Regions from separate parts of the Astyanax mexicanus genome. Here region 2 is linked to region 1. A link is a contact called in public Hi-C data. All regions are on one chromosome and are shown on one strand. The core of a region is the stretch at or near the end of the contact, and the rest is flanking DNA. Distances in the headings are between cores, read along the strand shown.

Region 1 (7,019 bases), core at 4,322-6,821:
CTTCCATCAAACTGTTCAGCGCTTTCCAGACCCAGTAAAAAACAAGAAACTCTGCCACCTGCTGTCTGAAACCCGTTCACAACCAAACCCACCAACTGCACTGACCAGGACTGTCTGAATGGACCACCAGCCCACCTGCAGGTAACTCACACACCTGTGGGACAGTCGACACCTCTCTCCAAAGTGACAGCGACCCCTCAGGAAGAACTTGCAGATGTCTGGTTTGGCCACCTCCGCTTCTAAACAAGAGAATTAAAAACAATGTCAAAAATTCATATTAATAAACACATTAATAAACACCTATTATTATTTGTGTAGTATTTCAATTTATACTGCTAAATTAATGTAACTCAGGCATAATGTACAGGGCTTTATTACACTTTATACTGTAATGCTACAGTCAGTTAATCAATAAGTAAGAGTCAAAAAGTAACAGTATACTCAAGTATACTAACAGTATACTACAGTATTAAATACTCAGAAAATATTATATTATACATAATCACTACAATAAAGAAAAATAAATAAAACATTTAATAAAAACTAATATATCATATACTGTATATATATTAGTGTTTACATGTAATTATATAAGCTGATTAAAAATCACACAATATTAATATTAAACATATTTTATTCACAAACACTAAAATATAAAATATAATAGGAAATAGAAAAGTGACAGAAACAAAGCAAAAAAAATCAAGAAAAAATATGAAAACTTAAAAAAATATGTATGTAATTGAAGTAGTCGTCATTGATGCATTGTGTTATATAATTTATTTTAAAGCACCACATTTTTTTATTAGAATTAAGCATTTTTAATATAATTATATAAGCTTTAAACATTAACAACATTTATATCATACTAGACATATTAAAACCACTTTTTTGTAATAGACCACTGAAGTCGTGCGTCATTCTGTGACTTCAGGCCTCCGTGTCTAAGCGTTTTTTTCTCTATGAGGTAAATGAATGAGCTTTTTAAAAAACTGTTCTCTATCACATTCTGTGGTAAATTAAATATGTTCAGAACCCTGTACGTTTTATTCTGTGTAAATTTTCTTCCTGAACAACACTGGGTCCTCTGATTTTCAAGATTGTTTAAGAGTTGTAATCAGAAAAATGCTAGCTTTAAGCTAATGCTACAGTGCAGCTGCAAAGATCGGCAGGGGACTTTTTTCAGCACAACACCAGAGAACTCTGGCCATAAGTTTACATCATATTAAACTTAGCTGATCCAACTAATGAACTAACTGCCCTCACTGAAGAGAGCTGAGAGTGTTACAGCAGGAAATCACTAAAACAGGACAGTGATACTCCAGGAGCCAGCTTTAAACACTGTAGCATGTTTTAACATTTACTCTCTTTATTATGCAGTGAAATAAATAAAAAATGTTTGGTGTTTCTGTCTCGTTGGTTTAGTACCTTAAGCCAAGTTAAGGTTTGTCCATATAATAGGATTCAGTGAAAAAACACATATTAAGGTTTTTTATCTTAAGTATTTTAGACTCTTTGGTTTCTTAGATAGTTAGCTAGCTCTGTGGTTTTGGAGTAACTCTCTCCTGCTAGTTTTCCTGCTTTATCACTCAGCTCGCCTCAGCCAGCAGATAGGTAGTTGATTAGTTGATTAGTTATTTGTTGGTTGATTATTTGGGTCATGTGTTGTAATTAGTATAAAGTAATGACCCTAATTAAATACTAAACCCGCTGGGAAGCGCTACTCCTGAACTGAGAGCCACTCTCTCTTAGTATCTGCCTTTTAAAGCTCTAACACAGACTACACTGCTCAACGTCACTATACTGAAAGAGTTTCACCTCTCTAAACGCTTTAATGATCCTCTGTGAAGAAGAAGAATAATCCAAAACACGATCCAGCCGGAGTTCGCTGGTGTACTGCAGAATCGAGTCCCCTAGCATTCACTGCTGCTGTGCTGTGACGTCAGTTAAGTATTAGCTTAAAGCTAGCATTTTTCTTATTACTACTCTTAAATAATCTTGAAATTCAGAGGATCCAGTGATGTTCAGGAGAAAAAATGTACATAGAATAAAACATACAGGGTTCTGAACATATTTATTTGCCACATAATGTGACAAGAGGCCAATTTTTGAAAAGCCCATACATTTTTTCCATTTAACAGAAATTCTTAGACACAGAACCCTAAATATGGGAAAAAACAACATGGTGCCGACTAAAAAATTACGACACAACTTCAGTGGTCTATAATAAAACACATTTGTAGACACAGTGTGAATCACAGCACAGAAGTATTGGGTGTGTCTGAAAGTGGAATTATACTGTCTGTGAGTTTTTAATCCCAGCTTTAACCTTCACTCCTTTTTCAGCCCACCCCAGAATCTGTAAAAGCACTGAAAGAACTGAGCTTCACATTCAGAAACGACTTCAGTAGAGTTTACCTATTTAACTTTATGATACAAGGTGAGGACATACCTATCTGACCTTTGAACTCTTGACAGTTCATGAAATGGTAATGGCGCACACAAACACACGTGTAATATTCTTAATACTCATTATCAAACCTATGTTGCTCTGTTAATATTACTAAAAGCCCCTGGTAACATTGTTAAATACTAAATGTGTGTGTTTTGAGAAGCATATAGTAAAGTTAAAATAGAAAACACAAAGCAAGAATATGACAAAACACTCCCCACAAATCACCAAAACGCACTCCTCTCTTCACACCTCTCTTCAGAGACCGGTGTGGGTGTGGCAAACAAATGTTTGTTTACATTACCATGGCAACACTCTACCTCAAGATAGAATCTGCATCCAGAACTGCTCCCCATTAAAAAAATAGTGCAATATATGAAACTTATTCTGTGTAACAGGGGTAACTTTTGGTCTTTCTTTCCTTGGAAGGTTCCGATGAGAGCCAGTTTCATCACTATCAAAATGTAGCGTACAGACAAGGTATGCTTGAATTTCCCATGTATACCATAACAAAATGGGGGGGTGTTTTAAGTGACAGAATGAAAAAAAGTTTCACACAAACTTTGTTGCTTTTTTATGAAGCAGTGTTTCTGAGCGTAGTGTCCGCTCAAAGTCATTTGGCCATCTCCTAGTGAGTTCAATATGTAGCAAATGCTAGTGAATGATTTTATTTTTTTGCTTAAACGGTTGCTAAGCGACAGCTCACAAACTCACAGATTCTGGTTGCTCAGACTCGAAGAGAGGGGGCAAGGCTATGTTAGTAACCTTGTGATTGGTCAGGTTTTTTGCTGATGCCAGCCTGACCCACTTTCAGACAAGCCGACTCCACATCCAGGGTAGAGTATTAATATTGTGTCTACTACTACTACTACTACTACTACAACAACAACTCATAATAATGGCATATCTAGTAACTGGTCCTTGAGCCAAAAGGTCAGTGCTCAACAGCATACATACAGGGTGATATTGTGAGGGTTTGTATAGGTTGTAAAGAAAGACCTATTTGGGTGTGTGGATCTTCTATGAGGGGATTCCCTGGTCCTTCTTCTTCCATGACAGATGGTGTAATCTGGGAAACCACGGGGATGTCCACCTCAGAGGCCAGAGCTGATCTAGGTTCAAATAAAGGCCTGTTATTCCTGACAGTTCCTAAAACAGGAACTGGAAATAGTCTAAACACACTTCAGGGTGTTACATAAGGAGGAAGAGATTAAAACTGAACCCAAAAAGACAAACACGACTAAACTTTCAATAGGAAAGTAACGTTAGGTAAAAAACATCCAAATAGAAGCACAGATGATTATTCATTGACAGTAAAGCAGTCATATAATAAAGGACGGTAAGGTAAAAGGTCTAAACTGAGTTCCTTGTTTGAACTCTCAGGTCCACCTTAAACGCAGAAGCAGATACGTACCAACGCCTGGAGACCCACTGTGCAACTGCTGGAGCATTTAAGGTGGAACGGACAATTCCAACGAGAACTTTAGCTTCATTTAAGGGTGAAAACACTACTAAACGTACTGACCTCGACTATATAACATATACAACGTTGTTATTAACTTAAAACAACAACCAAAAACAATAGTTGCCGTTAGAATTCGGTGCGGATTCGCTTACCTTAAAAACCGACTCTTACAAAAGCTGTCTAAATGCATACATAAAAGTCCCTTATAAAAATAAATAAAAAAATAAATAAAAACAATATTTCACGTACTTTAAAATGTTTTATATACGACCATTAACAAAAGTTACACCGGTGTAAACATCTAGAATCAACAAATATATAAGTTAGAGCATAAATATTTAACTAAATAAAAATAGAGTTAACGCTAGCTAACTAGGTTAAGGTAACGTAATGTTGCTGGTGGTATACGCTATATATAGTTATATATGTTTACAAAAATAAGTAAAATACTGGTAACACTTTACAATAAGGGTACATCAATAAACAGCACCTTATGAGAGTGATAAACATTGTTAAATGTTTTAGTAATGTCACAACTAACTAGCTATTAAATGAGTTTCTTGTTCAATTTTCACTTCCACCTTAAAAGCAGCAGCGGATACAGCAAGGGATATGTACCAACTCCTGGAGACCCAACGTGTAACGGCTGAAGCATTTAAGGTGGGACGGACAATTCCAAAAGAAGCTAACTTTTACACAAACTTCGACTATATAACCTATATATTAAAATATTAAGCAAAAATAACACCAAAAACAGTTATAGTTAACGTTACCATTCGGTGTGGATTTGCTCACCTTAAACACCGAGCCGGTAACCAGGGAGTTTGATGATTGCTAGTGTGAGCGTGTAAGTGTGTGTGTATTAGATCCAGGGGAATATTTCACAATGACATCATCTGACGGGATACCTGACACGTGTTTTAGCTGAAACTGTACAGAGAGGAGAACTCCCACTCGAGAATGTGTTCCAGGTTTGCTGGTCTACCAGAGGGCGCTCCAGAGTGAGTTTAAAATAAATGAATGTAGCAAAATTATACTTTATTAATGCTTAATAATTTTTCATACTGAAAATTGTAAGTTACTTATTTTCTCAACTCAGAACAATATTACATGTTTTATTCCTACACACATATTTTCTTAAGCTTTTAAACTCCATTTACAGTGGTATGAAAACCTTTGGGCACCCCTGATCATTTTTATGATTTTTCTTTAGAAATCTTTGGTTGTTAGGATCAGCAATTTCAGTTAAACATATCATATAGCAGACGAACACAGTGACAACTGTGAAGTGAAATGAAGTTTATAGGATTTACAGAAAGTGTAATATATTCCCGAGTGAAATGAAGGTTTAATAATTTACTGATTCCACAGTAGTATTTTTAAGTGTGATTTCTTAGAAAACAGAGTGTAATAAAACAGGGAGGTTAAGATACTTTTATTTGCTAGCTAACATGTTTTTTATTTTTTTTACTGGATTTATGATAACTAAAATAACTAAAATCTGTCAAATTAGCAAGCGTATTTTAAAAGATATTTTTAAAAAGTATAAAAAAACACACTAGCGCCATAATGAAATTTTACTACACAGAGTCCTACCTGAGCTTTTCTTTGTGCTGCTGTAATCAGTTCTAAAACGAATTAATTTTGTTTAAATAATAATAGTTTACAAGAGGGCTTTTATTTTGAAGGGAGAGTCATTTCACGGACCTGCAGCTGTTCGCTTTGTTATGGAGGAAGCGCGTGACTGCTCGTCACGTGACAGAGGGGTCTGAAGATGGAGTAATGGAGAGTTTATTGTGAATTTGGGGGAATTATTAACGTTATAAATCTGCGGGGACGGCCTGAAAGCGGGCAGAATGCAGTAACATGTGGTCGTACTGTGATTTATCACCTGTGAGAGCATTACCTGTGGTGATTCTGCTGTTATAGTTTTTATTTATTGGGTGAATTAACGCTGATTAACTCACTCTTGAGTTCTGTTACCTGATTTACATCCTAATAATCACAGTTTAATTAATAAGTCTGCTCATCAGAGAGGCGATTAAACGCGTTATTACTGATAAACAGAGCGCAGGAATAGAGGAGCCTCCTGTTCAGAAGTCTGGGTGTTACAGAAACAGTAAATAAGGTACGTAAACATGATTTACACTTTGTTACCTACTACATACAGTAACTTGTGCTTCTACTCAGTGGCCACTTTATTAGAAACGCCTACTACAGTACCTTGTGCGTCACCTCAGTGTGGCCACTTTATTAAAAAACCTACTACATACAGTACCTTGTGTTTCTCCTTAGTGGCCACTTTATTAGAAACACCTACTACAGTACCTTGTGTTTCTCCTCAGTGGCCACTTTATTAGAAACACCTACTACAGTACCTTGTGTTTCTCCTCAGTGGCCACTTTATTAGAAACACCTACTACAGTACCGTGTGCTTCCACTCAGTGGCCACTATATTACAAACACCTACTACAGTACTGTGTGCTTCTATTCAGTGGCCACTTTATTAGAAACACCTCCTACTGTACCTTCTTTTTTTTACTTTTTGTGTCCACTTTATTAGAAACACCTACTACAGTACCTTGTGTTTCCATTTTTTGAGGCCACTTTATTAGAAACACCTACTACAGTACCTTGTGTTTCCACTTTTTGTGGCCACTTTATTAGAAACACCTACTACAGTACCTTGTGTTTCCACTCAGTGTGGCCACTTTATTAGAAACACCTACTACAGTACCTTGTGTTTCCACTTTTTGTGACCACTTTATTAGAAACGCCTACTACAGTACCTTGTGCGTCACCTCAGTGTGGCCACTTTATTAGAAACGCCTACTACAGTACCTTGTGCGTCACCTCAGTGGCCACTATATTAGAAACACCTCCCACTGTACCTTCTTTTTTTTCTTTTTTTTTAAACTTTTTGTGTCCACTTTATTAGAAACATCTTCCACAGAACTTTGTGCTTCCACTCACTCTGGCCACTTTATTAGAAACACCTACTACAGTACCTTGTGCTTCTCCTCAGTGTCCACTTTATTTAAAAAAAAAAACCTACTATTTGCTTCCACTCTGTGGCCACTTTATTGGAAACCCATAAAATGT
Region 2 (7,244 bases), core at 260-2,759, 59 kb after region 1:
AATCCCAAAAAGGTAAAACACATTTATTTCCCTTTTAAAGGGCTGAGTATTGTTGTTTAGCTGACATCATGGGCCAGTATATGTATATGTATTTTGACTAATATATATAGCAATGTTCAGTTTTTCCAATATTGTGCAGCCCTAATCCACACGCTCATTCTGACAGACTGTAATACACTACTGTAATTGCAGGGGGCGCTCTATAATGGTCTATAATGTTCATATGATCGACACACTAATTCTGACGGACTAAAATTTGTTTTCTTCTCCTCCTTTTGCTTAATCAGGTAACCAGGCGAGGTGAGCAGTCATTGGCTGCCGTGTGGTCAGAGAAGGGCCAGGTGGAGATTTTTGACCTTCGGCCGCAGCTTGAGGCGGTTTATAATTCTTCAGTCATGGCGGCATTCATCAAGCAGAACAAGGAGATCACACCCTTATTTAGTTTTTCTGGTCACATGGCTGAAGGCTTTGCTGTTGACTGGTCTCCAAAAGTACCAGGTGAGTGAATGCATTGGTATACAGAAACAGTCAAAAGTTTGGACACACCTTCTCATTTAATGTTTTTCTATAATGTTTTAATTTTCTACATTGTATATTAATAGTACATGAAAGACATGAAAACTATTAAGGGATACATATGGTATTATGTAGTAAACAGTAAAAAAACAAACAAAAAAAAAAAAACAATCACAATCCCCTGATCTAAACCTGATGAACTGAGTTCTTGATTTGAGGTGATTTAATTGGGATGAGCTGGAGCTTAACAGCATGAAGGAAAGGCAGTAACTATTGTTCAGCACCTCCAGAAACTCCTTCAAGATGCTGAGAAAACTATTCCAGTTGTACCTCATAAAGACACTGAGATTAAAATACCAACATTTTGCAGATCTGTCTTCAAAGATAAATGTGGCTACTTAGCAGAATCTAAAGTATAAAATATATTCTGGATTGTTTAACAATCCAGCCTTTAAATTTAAATTGACAATGTAACAAAAAATTAAAAGAAAGAAAACACACTGAATGAGAAGAGATGTGTCAACTTTTGACTGATACTGTATAGTATGTAGAGTTGGGCAAAATGTAAATATATTATCATATTGTGATACATTTTGGGCTTTTTGGGCTACTTTTAATACTAACCACGGCCCACCTGTGCTGTGTATTTGTGTGGCAACTTTATATTGTCTGATGGGTGGGTTTTAGACAGAGTTTGGGCTTAATATTTTGCTGAACCTGGCAACCCTGCTCTTAGTGAATGTAGTGAATGTGCATCACTTCAAAGACAGTAGAAGCACTATATATGTGGGATATGTTTAAATGTGTAATAATAATGTGATTATAAGCAAGTGTTCCTCAGGAGGGAAGTTTGAATATCTCTGCTCAGTTAAATCCCTCTGTGTGAGTAAGTGTTGTATTGTGTACTAATGTATTGTGTGTGTTTTTGCTTGTCCTGAAGGCCGTCTGGTGAGCGGAGACTGTAAGAAGAACATTCATGTGTGGGAGCCGAGAGAGGGCGGAGTGTCCTGGCAGATCGACCAGCGGCCGTTCAGTTCACACACCAAGTCTGTGGAGGACCTCCAGTGGTCACCCACTGAAGCTACAGTAAGTCAGAAACAGGAAGTTGTTGGTTCTGGTTGCTGAATTAACTGCATTGATTTGGAAATGTGATCAAAATACCGGCTTCTGGCTGTACAGACTGGGAAAATAATAATCTGAACTGGCAGTTTGAACAAAGCTGAAGTAGTTTATTTGTATTAGGATTGTATAAGTTCAAATTACCAGGCTTAAGTGACTTGTTTGCTCAGTGTGCCTCAGATCTGATTTTTTCATTGCTGTGTGAATATTCCAAATTTAGTTTATTTTTTTCAAATCACATTTAAGTCCCTTTCATATGTGGGCCTAAATCAGATATGTATCCTATCCATGGACATGCGACATGAATATTAACAGTCAAATTAGGATTAATGCAACATTTTGCTTTTATGTATGTGCTACATGCTTCTCTTTCATACCCACACTTTTATCTCTTGGTGCAGCTGTGCAGCTATAGCTGCAAAAACAGCAAAAGCAAACCACCTGGCCTTTTTTCACCTCCTCAACCTGAGTATATACCAGCTGTTTACTCTCCTCCACTCCAGCAAAAGATGCTCCACATATGAGCTGCTAACCCATCCATTTCCCTTTATAAAGCTACAAGTCTCTCGTCTCTCTAATATGACGATTTTTGTTGTTGGTCACGAAGACAATGTTTATACGCATATGAATGTGCACACGGAGACGTTTCAGGAACAGATTCATTCATGTTACACACAGATACAAATCATTACATTTGTGAATGTGAACCATCAAGATAACCAAATCTGATCTGAGCAAAAAATCGGATTTGAGCAATGTGTCTTGTAATGTGAACATAGCCTTATAGATTCTGCATTATTAAGTCGCACACTTCTGATTGGTAACAGGTGTTCGCCTCCTGCTCAGTGGATCAGTCCATTCGTGTTTGGGACATCAGAGCTCCGCCCAACTCCATGCTTTCAGCCAATGAGGCTCACTCTTCAGACGTCAACGTCATCAGCTGGAATCGAACCGAACCCTTCCTGCTGTCTGGAGGAGACGACGGGCTTCTGAAGGTGTGGGACTTGAGGCAGTTTAAGGTGAGCAGAAACGCAGTGATGCCTATTATCACGCAGAATAAGGTGGATTTAATTAATAGATCATTTAATTAATAGATCAAGTAGTTTTAATTCTCATTGGCTCTTCACTCTCTCCCTCAGTCTGGACGGGCGGTGGCCAGCTTCAAGCAGCACAGTGCTCCAGTGACCTCAGTGGAGTGGAACCCTGTGGACTCCAGCGTGTTCGCCGCCGCCGGAGCAGATGACGTGGTCAGCCAATGGGATCTGTCTGTAGAGTCATGTGACATGGGCGAGCGGGCAAATGACGTAAAGGATCTTCCGCCACAGCTGCTGTTTCTCCACCAGGGTCAGACAGAGGTCAAGGAGCTCCACTGGCACCCACAGCTCCCTGGAACACTTATCTCGACAGCGCTGTCCGGGTTCAACGTCTTCAGGACTATCTCTGTGTGAACATCTATCTCTGTGTGTGTGAACATCTCTGTGTGTGCGGGGGTGTATCTGTGCCTTTTTTCAGGAGCACAAATGGACTTCAGAAGTTTCATAGCTAATAATGTAGCTAGCGCCTGGTCCAGGTTCCTGTATTCCACCAGTCACTGCGCTTGTTACAGGATACCGTATATACTGGCCTGCATTTATAGGACTGCATTAGCAGGCGCTTTGGTGGTCTATGAAGACGGTCTAGATTGGATACCTAGTCTCCAGACTATGGAGACTAGTGGGATCCACAGATAGTGTAAGACACGTACAGTGGCTTTTTTTTATTGGCTGTCTGTGCTTTTTGAACTTTACTCCACCTCCATTGTTCATCTGTGTCATGAAATCTGATTAAAACAAAATGTTTCCACATTGACTGGTTGTTCATTCAATGGTCATTTTAAACACACACTTTTCCTTCAAAAGGGATACATTATACCTATTTCTACACACGTTAGACTAGGTATCTGGGCTGTACAAAACATGTTCATTAAGTTTGTTGCACAAAATCAGTCTCGCATTAAGAAAGATCTCACCAGCTTTATTCTTGTCAATTTTGGTCCCTTTCAGAAGGAGCTGTTTAAGGGCTCTGTCACCTTTATGCCAATAAGCTGTTGCTGACCACACCCTAAGTATTTGTTGAGTGTTTACCACACCTTAGTGTTAGCTTGTGCTAAATGGCAAAACATGAACAAACTACACAGGGTAATGCTCTGCGTTCCAACTCTCTACCACTGACTCTACTGTGCACAAGAAGAGACCAATCAGGATGTAAATCTCACTCGCAGAGTGAAGTACTGTTTCTTTTTTTCTTCGCACTATAAGGTGCACTTAAAATCTTTTTATTTTCACAAAAATCAACAATGTGCCTTTTAATCCAGTGTGTCTGATTTATGAATTCTACCAGTCAGGTTGTAAGGAGCAGTAAAGCTACTTTGCCAAATTAAAGTGTTTTTCAGAAGTTTAAATGTAGTTCTCCAACACCGGGGCTGGAGTAGCATTAGCATTAGCCGCTAACCTTTATTTCCCCGTTCAGAGGTGAGTATTATCAGACTAGCCTGTTTCTAACCCCGGCTAGCACTGCTGCAACAGTTAGCTGCTAATGCTAATCTAAGCTTACTGTAAATAAACAGAAGCGCTTTACTCACCCAAATCAGCAGCTTTCAGGAGAGAAATCTGTGTAGATTTTAATTCAGCTCTCGTTTGACTTTAAAAGAAAGTCCTTTTTTTATTAGTTTGTTTACTTAGCTTAGCTTTACTTAACGTAGTTAGCTACCCCACCACTCAACTGTGAGAACTGCCGAATTTGAAGTGAATTAGTATTGTCTCTTAAAATGGGTCTCATGAATGAAAATAGACCAGAAAATAGATGTTCGTTGATAGTGCGCCGTTTAATATGGTGCACCTTATAGTTCAAAAAATACAATAATAGGTCTGTCTGCTGAATATTAGAAGAGACCAATCAAGATGTAAATCTCACTCGCCGTGCACAGTAATAGTTCTGCTGAGCACAAGAAGAGACCATTTAGGACAGGGGTGTCCAAACTACGGCCCGTTTCCTTTTTTGGAGCGGCCCGCGAGGTATTTTAGAAATAGAATGAAAGTTGGCCCGCTGTTAAGCAGGTTTTTATAAGAGGGTGCGCATTTCTAGTGCAGACAAACGGGGCAAAAGAGTCTAAAAGCAGAGAGGGTGCGCATTCTAGCGCAGAAAAACGGGCCAAAGAGTCTAAAAGTTGCCGTAATTAAGGAGTTTAATATTAAGAGACATCATGAAATTAAACATCAATTTGAAAAATCTTAGTTTACACAACACTGTCAAATATAAAGATAGTAAGTCAAGTAAAATGGTGTGTAAATGAAATAATCAGGAAAAAAGTATTATTTAAAGTGGTATATTTCATTATTTGTTTTATTACGGAGTCTGTGGCCCGTGACTTCAAATATATTTCTCCTTCTGGCCCCCAACAAAAAAAGTTTGGACACCCCTGATTTAGGATGTAGATCTTGCCCACAGAGAGCAGTGATGGAGACCAACAAGCAGGACTCCTATAAAAGGAGTGTTTCTGGAGGTGGTGACCACAGACCATTTCTCGTTTCTCCTCCTTTCTGGTTAATATTTTGGTCTCTTTTGCATTTTGTCAGTTCTCTCAATATAGAGGCAGCATGAGGTGGCGTCTACAACCCACAGATCAATGTGAGCTGTGGCAAGAAGGTTTGCTATGTCGGTCATTGAACACTGTCAGTAACAGACTCCTGGATGGTGGTATGAAAGCTAATCCGTAAACGGCGATTGGCATTTGCCAGAGAAGATCCAGATGAGAAGGTTCGCCCTTGGCACACAGTACTCTTCACGGATAAGAGCAGGTTCACACTGAGCACACGTGACGGAGTCTGGAGACGTTGTGGAGAATGTTCTGCTGCTGCAACATCCTCCAGCATGACCGGGTTGGCAGTGGGTCAGTAATGGTGTGGGGAGGAATTTGTTTGAAGGGCCGCACAGACCTCCATCTGCTCGCCAGAGGTACCCTGACTGCCATTAGACACCGGGATAAGATCCTCAGGTCTCCCATTGTGAGACCATATGCTGGTGCATTGGGCCCTGGGTTCCTTCTGATGCAGGACAACACTAGACCTCATGTGGCTGAAGTGTGTCAGCAGTTCCTGCATGATAAAGGCACTGATGCTATGGACTGGCCTGCCTGTTCCCCAGACCTGATTCCAATCCAGCACATCTGGAGCACCATTTCTGGTTCCATCCACCAACTGCATGTTGCACCACAGACTGTCCAGGAGTTGGCGGATGCTTTAGTCCAGATCTGGGAGGAGATTCCTCAGGAACATGCCCAGGTGATGTAGGGAGGTCATACAGGCACATGGAGGCCACACACACTACTGAGCTCTTTTGCGTATATTTTGGCCATGCTGTTACTCAGTCTGACAGCAAATTGAGTGGTGCAGATTTATGCATGATTCTGCGTGTTGTAGCATGTGCTTGTTCTGTTTATCAGTTACAGTTTTTGTGATTTTTTTTTTGTGGCACTTCCGTGATTGGCTAATGGCCATGCTCCCTGCCCTTTAAACAGCTTGGAGAGTTCTCACTGTTTGAGCAGCAGTTATTCTATTAAACACTAAATAAAAGGAATAAATCAGCTGAACAGTGATGCACCAACGATGGGAAAAAGAAGCAGCTTTATGATCTGGCAGGTTTATCTACAGTACATCCGCAAGAGTATACCAACAATAACAGTCCCAGACATGAATCACAGTTCCTGCATTGTTCTTCTAGGTGTTATAAGATATCACAAATAGAACCGGTTCCACTTCTGATGCTCTGCCAGATTCACCTCTCACAGATAAAGTAAACAGTCAAATAGAAAGTCGAAAGTAAAACATATTTAGCGTAATAGTGAGAGTGAGAGTGCCTACAGTCACGTTAAGGAAATTAAACACCCTTTTTTCTTTTTGAATATACAGCATTTAATCATAGCTGGATTACAACATTTATGATACAATATATTTTTATTTCTGAGGGCCCTTCATTTTAACGATTCTCTGTCTGTTAGGGACTTTGACCACAGAGCCTTTGGGGGCTCTAGCCATGCTTTTGGGCCCCTTATGACAACAGATGAGGCATTGTGGCACTGTTCTGACTTCAACTTCTGGCTATTAGGGGTCCTAGGAAAGAGGGGGGTGGCATATTTTTAGAGGGCTCTGGTTATGAGATACCCTACCAGGGGGCTCAAGAGAAGAGAAAGGCCTACCATTAGAGGGCCCTTGATCACGAGGGCCCCTGATATGGGTCTCTTGACTTTCACAGGAGTCATTTAGCATGGCTCCTTGGCTTCCTACGGACCTACAAATTGCCAGGAAAGCTACCATATTTCATAACAGATGTTTTGTTGCAAATATGTGATTAAGGCCCTTACATAATGTTTCTGAATTTGAATTTTTTAAAATTATGACATGTTTTAAGGCAGTGTGAAGGGTTTCTGACAATAATTCAACTTGTTTTAAAGCTCACCTTCCGTCGTTTTTTCTTTCATTTTAAAATGTCTAGTTGTGGTCTCTAGTATGAATGAATGACATGTGAGCCGTTTTTGTAAAAAAAAAAATGCTCAGGTGTCTCTGTATAGCTCT

The links. Hi-C and Micro-C count contacts between places; a contact is called where the count stands out from the background.
Region 2: a contact with region 1 is called in a Hi-C map of muscle, with 9 times the contacts expected there. The contact joins the enhancer-like site here to the promoter of flcn in region 1. A contact is called at or near these places in 2 of 3 Hi-C or Micro-C datasets (both in muscle).

The regions. Positions count from the first base shown.
Region 1 is chr6:8,016,650-8,023,668 of AstMex3_surface, forward strand. It overlaps flcn (folliculin), which reads left to right and starts at 5,572. Exons shown (of 12, transcript XM_007256478.4): 1 at 5,572-6,045. It overlaps leng9 (leukocyte receptor cluster (LRC) member 9), which reads right to left and starts at 5,641. Exons shown (of 7, transcript XM_022674024.2): 1 at 5,514-5,641; 2 at 3,452-3,564; 3 at 155-239. The coding sequence starts at 3,506.
Region 2 is chr6:8,079,867-8,087,110 of AstMex3_surface, forward strand. grwd1 (glutamate-rich WD repeat containing 1) reads left to right here. Exons shown (of 7, transcript XM_007256480.4): 4 at 288-498; 5 at 1,457-1,602; 6 at 2,463-2,654; 7 at 2,775-3,483. The coding sequence ends at 3,083. Among protein-coding and RNA genes, the nearest start is that of grwd1, 7.9 kb to the left of the region's middle. Within about 2 kb of position 1,510, the one cell type or tissue checked has an H3K27ac peak away from gene starts, as active enhancers do.